Linked DNA regions of Triticum aestivum: region 1 is linked to region 2. A link is a contact called in public Hi-C data. All regions are on one chromosome and are shown on one strand. The core of a region is the stretch at or near the end of the contact, and the rest is flanking DNA. Distances in the headings are between cores, read along the strand shown.

What was found. Hi-C and Micro-C count contacts between places; a contact is called where the count stands out from the background.
Region 1: a Hi-C map of leaf shows a contact between it and region 2, with 4 times the contacts expected there. The contact joins the promoter of LOC123087021 here to the enhancer-like site in region 2. A contact is called at or near these places in 3 of 5 Hi-C or Micro-C datasets (leaf and an unstated tissue).

The regions. Positions count from the first base shown.
Region 1 is chr4A:569,228,569-569,231,915 of IWGSC CS RefSeq v2.1, forward strand. LOC123087021 (sulfite exporter TauE/SafE family protein 4) reads left to right here and starts at 2,019. Exons shown (of 12, transcript XM_044508917.1): 1 at 2,019-2,444; 2 at 2,531-2,690; 3 at 2,806-3,006; 4 at 3,135-3,196; 5 at 3,284-3,338. The coding sequence starts at 2,256.
Region 2 is chr4A:569,161,852-569,165,122 of IWGSC CS RefSeq v2.1, forward strand. No RefSeq gene overlaps it. Among protein-coding and RNA genes, the nearest start is that of LOC123087021, 67 kb to the right of the region's middle. Within about 2 kb of position 1,785, at least 3 of the 8 cell types and tissues checked have an H3K27ac peak or open chromatin away from gene starts, as enhancers often do. A contact at or near this core is called in leaf, where this site is marked.

The DNA of each region.
Region 1 (3,347 bases), core at 769-3,268, 67 kb after region 2:
CTGGAGTGGTGAGAGGGATGGGTGACCGGTCGGGAAGTTAGATGATTTGGAATGAGTGATCCACACTTAAGCAGTTAAGAGAGGTGATTAGAGACTAAATCACCAAATAATTCAGAAAAATTAAAAATAAAAAAAATTCCAAAATTTTCAAAAAAAAATCAGAAAAAAACCTTTAGTACCGGTTGGTAACACCAACTGGTACTAAAGGTCCCCCATACCAGGGCGCGAGCTCACGCCACGTGGTGGCACTTTAGCACCGGTTCGTGCCGAACCGGTACTAAAGGGGGGGGGGCTTTAGTGCCCACCAATTAGTGCCGGTTATGGAACCGGCACTAAAAGCCCTTACGAACCGGTTTTAAAGCTCCGTTTTCTACTAGTGTACAGAAGTGTGAAGGACTTTCAATGCCTCTGAGGGCTGACCATCCCAAGCCCGCCTAACGTTGATTCTTCCATAAATCTGTGGTGGGAAGGGTTCCTTGCGAGTGCCTCCAAGCGAAACACGCGGGAGCGCAGTGGGATCATATGATATACTTGCTCTGGAACATTAGAAGGAGAGGAACCGCCGCGTATGGCAAAATGATGACCTACCGAGAATTGACAAACCTAGCCTTGGCGGATATTCGCTTGCACAGATCTAGTTGTTTCCTCTTTCGCGAGTAGTCTGCATGCCGTTTATGGCCAGTCTGGTTCCCGTGGGAACCTTGTGTAAATCGTACAACGCTCTCGAGAAGAAAATGCATTGTCTACAGAATTTTTCTTCAAATACATATCAATGAAATAATTAGTCCATGAAAATTGTCATTCCTATCAAGCAACGCATGCATGGAGCCATGCACTCTAACTTATCTTACACAAACATGTAAAGATTGGACTTTTAGTTGAAAACACGAGTTTGTATTTTCAATTTTTGTACCAACTCTTCCAACGGCGGTTAGCCTATCTTGTTACGTGCTTAGTTGTTTACTTGTTTTACAGAAACATTGTAACGCTCACGTGTCCTTTTTTACCAATTTCATAATTTATAATGATTGCCATCGAAGTTCACGACACATCAAAACATGCATACATAAAAAGACTTCAACGTATAATCAGTGGTGGAGACAGGGGGGACCAGCAGGGGCCTGGCCCCCGTGACGGCAGAGATGTAGTGCTAATTTGCTAACGAACAGTGCTAAAATAAATGGTTATTTCCTGTCCAAACCATGTTTTTCATTGCCTTGGCCCTCCCCAAGCAGTTTTAACATCATTAGGCCATGTTGATACTATTTTTCTTGCTCCGCCACTGACGTATACCAATCATATCTCATAATGGTACGAAACAAAGCGAAGCCTGAAGACGTGCATCATGTGATGTATAACTCTGACAAAGACCTTTTTGGAGCTGCTAGCTTCCGTAAGGGCACCGCCCGAAAGAAAGTGCTGTATGTGAAGAGAATATACTCCGGACATCGAACCTAACAAGAGTGGGGAATACCAAGACAATACACTCCGGATAACAGCTTTTCTTGAATGAATCTAAAAAAGAGCGTGGAGAAATACAAGCAATGCAGACGTCAAGCATAAGCCACCGGCTAGTGTATCACGGCACGAAAGTTACGTGGAAGTAAAAATCTGCGGTGACAGAGTTTCTCTCTACTCCCAGTTTTTGTTCCCTAGCAGTGTAGTATACTCCAGGTAACCCATTGTTTTTTTTTTCGAACTGACCAGGTAACCTATTACTTTTTTTTTCAACTGCCAGGTAACCGATTGCTTTTTTTTTTACTGCCAGGTAACCTATTGCCACCGTGGAGAAGATTTGCGGAGGCAGCCAGGTTGGCGGCAACGTGTCCGGCATGAACTGCTCCCCTCACACAAAAAAACCGGCATGAATGGTGAGCTATATAAAATGCGGAGTAAAAAACAACGAGATCCACTGTCAATGAATGAATGAAGGAAACGTTTTACCGGATGCCATTTACGGCGCCGAGTCAAAGCAGTCCAAAAATACTCCCCGCCCCGCTGCGGCCAGTCCGTCGCGACGGAGCCCAGCAAGGCAGGAAGGCGACGCCAATTCCGCATCCTCCTCCTCCTTCAATTCCCATCCACCCCCGCCCCGCCCCGATCCCATCCCGCCTATAAGATCGCCAGGCGGAGGCTAGCGCACGCCATTTCCTTCCCACCTCCCCTCTCGCCGCCCGCCGCGCCGTGGTGCTCCTCGCCAGCGGAACGCAGCCGTGCAGCGATTTGCTTCGCGCCGCCAGTTATCTAGTGGTTGCATGGCGTCCACGCCCGCGGGCCTCTACGGCCGCCTGAACAGGACGAGCACGCGCGCGTTCCTCGCCTACGTCGCCGCCGGGGCCGCCTGCGCCGCCGTGCTCGCCTGCTTCGTCGTCTCCTCCGCCGACCCCGCCGCCGCGCCCAATGGCGCGCCCCGCCTCTCATCGCGCTCCGCGCGCGTCTGGCCCGTAAGCCCCTTCGCTCTTTTGCCTATGTCATCCGCGCGCATGCTCGTGTTGTGTTCGTCGGCTGACCTCTGCGCCGCGCGCTTCAGGATCTCGAGTTCAACTGGCGGCTGGTGGTGGCCACCGTCGTCGGCTTCCTCGGCTCCGCGTTCGGCACCGTCGGCGGCGTGGGCGGCGGCGGCATCTTCGTGCCCCTGCTCAACCTCGTCCTCGGCTTCGACACAAAGTCCGCCGCCGCGCTCTCCAAATGTAAGCCTGCTCGAGCACTCGTGGCGCCCACGGCCACCGCTGGCCCATGCGTCTGACGGCCCGAGATGGATCGATTTGCTGACACGCGTGGAATTTTTGTCTTGCTTGCCCGCAGGCATGATCATGGGGGCGTCCGCGTCGTCGGTCTGGTACAACCTGCAGGTGTCGCACCCGACCAAGGAGGCGCCGGTGCTCGACTACAAGCTCGCGCTGCTCTTCCAGCCCATGCTCATGCTCGGGATCACCATCGGCGTCGAGCTCAGCGTCGTCTTCCCCTACTGGCTCATCACCGTCCTCATCATCATCCTCTTCGTAGGTTCGTGTCCTTGGGACCTCGCTTGATCGTGCCGCCAAAACGTGCCGTTAATTAAGCCATAGCTCCTTTTGTGTGTCTGGTCGGATCACTAAAGTGGATGTGTTTTTGGTGTGCTCAACTCCTTGCAGGTACTTCCTTGCGATCGTTCTACAAAGGCATCCTCATGTGGAGGGAGGAGACAAGGATCCTGGTTAGTTCTTGTCACATTGGCTCTGCCCCTGTTAGTTGCCTTAACAGGACTGTGTTGTGACAAACATCCTTGTGGGAATGATTGCAGATGAAGACCAGGGAGCGAGAAGCCCAGTCCAAGTCTTCTAGTGCCACCAGCGATGGTAATTCTT
Region 2 (3,271 bases), core at 535-3,034:
CGTCGCACGCCGAACGCGTCCTCTCATCCCATGAACGGATCGAAACGGCAGCCGCGGATCGGGCTGCCGCAGGTCTGAAACGACACTACTGTGGAGAAGGTTGGGAATGGCCATGGCGGAATCTGACACCGTGGCCTCCAAGGATGACCATGGTGGTTCTTCTTCCGGCAGCAAATCTGAGAAACAAGAGAAAAAATCAGAAATTTTCTGAAAGAGGTCAGATGGATATTTCATTAGCTTTCATCCATTGAAATTCTGTTATTTGCATAAATTGGTCCTCGCAATCTGGTTGATTTTTCCAAAACATTAGCTACTTCCTTACAAGACATATTTACGTGACGAAATATACAAAACAAATTTCACGGTTATACATATGATATCATCAATTATGATGCTAACTACTCTGGGAGTTGTCTTGCTCTGCGCCCTTCATCTTGTTGATCAATGTCAAGCAATCTGATGCAATTTCCATTTTCTGAAAACATGCTTCTGCTGCAAAGTTGAGAGCATGTCTTATAGCTAAAGCTTCAGCTTGTTCTAGATGTTAACACTTGATCAACAAAGCCCCTTCTGGCTGCTTGTACAGATCCCAAGTTATCTTACATTATCAAACCATAGCTCACGCGCGCCGTGAATTAGAGAAAATCACAACATCAACATTCATTAGCGTGAAATCAATTGACAGAAAGAGACCATTTTTGAATTATTCCCTGCTTCTCGTGCCTTGTGGATGTAGTCGAACAAGAAGCAATCAGGAAACATTCCATCATCTCCAATGGTTTCCTGTCAGTCTCGTTTTTTCCTATGCCGAAGTGGTTCCTACTTCCTTCTGCAAAGAATGAATTAGCAAGTTTGTTGAGTTTAGACAGTGAAGTATATGTATGTATTATCCATGCCATCGCAGCTTGACCGGGATAAACATGGAGGAGACATTGTACACGGTGAGACCAACGATTGTTCTGCTGACATCAACGGTTCCTGGCAGCTAAGATATTGAACAGTGATTAATTAACTGTTAATGCTGACCACTTCCACTAGAACAAAATAGATTGACACGAGAAACAAAAAGAAATCAACATGAGAGAATATGAGCAGCGGCGAGCAGAAGAAAAGGGGGATTGGAGACGTACCTGCGTCGTTTGGCTGCCGGCCGCACTCCCTCAATCCCGTGTCAGAAACTCAGAATAGGGGCAGGCGGCGGACGAAGGAGATGACAGCGGAAGCGGACGATCAGCCGGTGAAGAACGACGGAGAAGACTGCAGCGGCGGCGGCGGCGACTGCGGCAAAGGATGCGACGGCGACTCTGGTCTAGATGGATTAGGGATCATGCGGAGAGGAGAGACCCCACAGTGGTTCCTGTTGAGTATATAAACAAGAATATGGTTTTTACCCTCAAAAAAAAAGAGAGTATATAAACAAGAACCCGGACAGGAGCTCACGAACGCAGACGTACGTAGACGGACCGGCAACCGCCGTCAGCGTCTGTGTACGAGACGCTCCGTGGTCGGCCCCAGCCCAGCTCAGTTCGTGTAGTGCAGCGCAAGAGAGGTTTCCCCGGGCCAGGCCAGTCAGTCAACAATGCGGAGCTCATACGCGACAGCAACACAAGGAGAAAAGAAAGAACGGAGGAGATACGCCCGAGCTGCCATTGACAAGTATTTTAAGTAAATATACGGAGATGTGTCTGCGCAAAGATAACAGCGGGTGGTACTACATCGGATTGGCAGGGCCTGAGGTGGCGCTCGGCCGTCCACTCTGTCGGGTGATGTGGACGGCGGTGGCCCCCGCCGGGCGGCGCGCACGTCCACCTCCACGCATCGCCAGGCGGCAGGGCCTGCCAGCCGAGGAACGCAAGTCGAACATGATCACCAAACAAATCCATGATAGCTTTGACAGGATCGGCGCGCAAGCGAAGCTGAGTACGATGTCCGATTGTCTGAAAGAGCAGTGCTCCGGTTTGCAAGCAATCATCCGTGCTCCTACGCCGCAGGAACGGAACACCTCGAGCGGTATGTGCCAGATAAGCCAGCCGTGCATGCATGTGCTGGCATATGAAAATATCCACAGGATTGATGTCTGCACTGCGGTCTATTCTTGCACTAAATGGCAGTGGTACGAGCGAGCTGGGCCCTTCGCCATTTCGATCAAATCCGAGCACCACGTATCCTAAACAGCACGTGCTGTGCTCTGCAGCCGGCCAGCGACATTACTCCTGTGCGGGACGTGCTCCACAGGAAGTCAGGCCAACTCCACCGCGCGACCCTACCCTGTCCGGCCCCGTTTGTTTAGGGTAAAAGGGACAAAAAAGGCGGCCCAGCGCGCGGGAGCAAACGGACTTTTGTCCGCTTTGTGTCCGCTTTCGACCCATTCCCGGCCCAAACTTGCGCCGGTTTTGGGGTGAAACGGACACCACGCGGACGGGCGGGACGCGCGCGCTTGTCCTCCCCTGGCCCGCCTGTCGGGGACACTAGCAGTCCCTCTGCTCCCAACGCTTCACCCTCTCTCCCCGCCCCGCCCCGCCGCCGGCGCCGCCGCTATTCTTCGGCCGCCTCCTCACCGCGCAGCCCCCCCCCCCACCGTCCATACCAAATCACGTCTCGACATGGCCGCCACCACGCCCGCGCTTCCGCCGTAGTTTTGGTCGTCGATCGGAGGAGGTTTGGTCGTGGCCGTCCTTGCCGGTGGCAGTCGGACACGACTGCCGGCGACGTACCACGACGGCCGAGGCAGATTCCGACGAGAGCTCCAGAGCGGCCTGTAGCCGGCCGGCAACCACCCTGCTGCGTCGAGGTGATCATCGCGGCCTCTTCGCCACCACGACCGCAAGGTGTTCGACCTTTTGCCAACAAAGGTATGCACGGTGGAGACGAGTTTTTCTTCCATCACTTCCTTTGTTCATTGTGACGCCCCCGATTCAATCGTACACTAATCATGCACGCAAACGTGTACGATCAAGATCAGGGACTCACGGGAAGATATCACAACACAACTCTAAAACATAAATAAGTCATACAAGCATCATAATACAAGCCAGGGGCCTCGAGGGCTCGAATACAAGTGCTCGATCATAGACGAGTCAGCGGAAGCAACAATATCTGAGTACAGACATAAGTTAAACAAGTTTGCCTTAAGAAGGCTAGCACAAACTGGGATACAGATCGAAAGAGGCGCAGGCCTCCTGCCTGGGATCCTCCTAAACTACTCCAGGTCGTCATCAGCGGGCAGCACGTAGTAGTAGTCACCTCCAGTGTAGTAGGGGTCGTCGTCGAC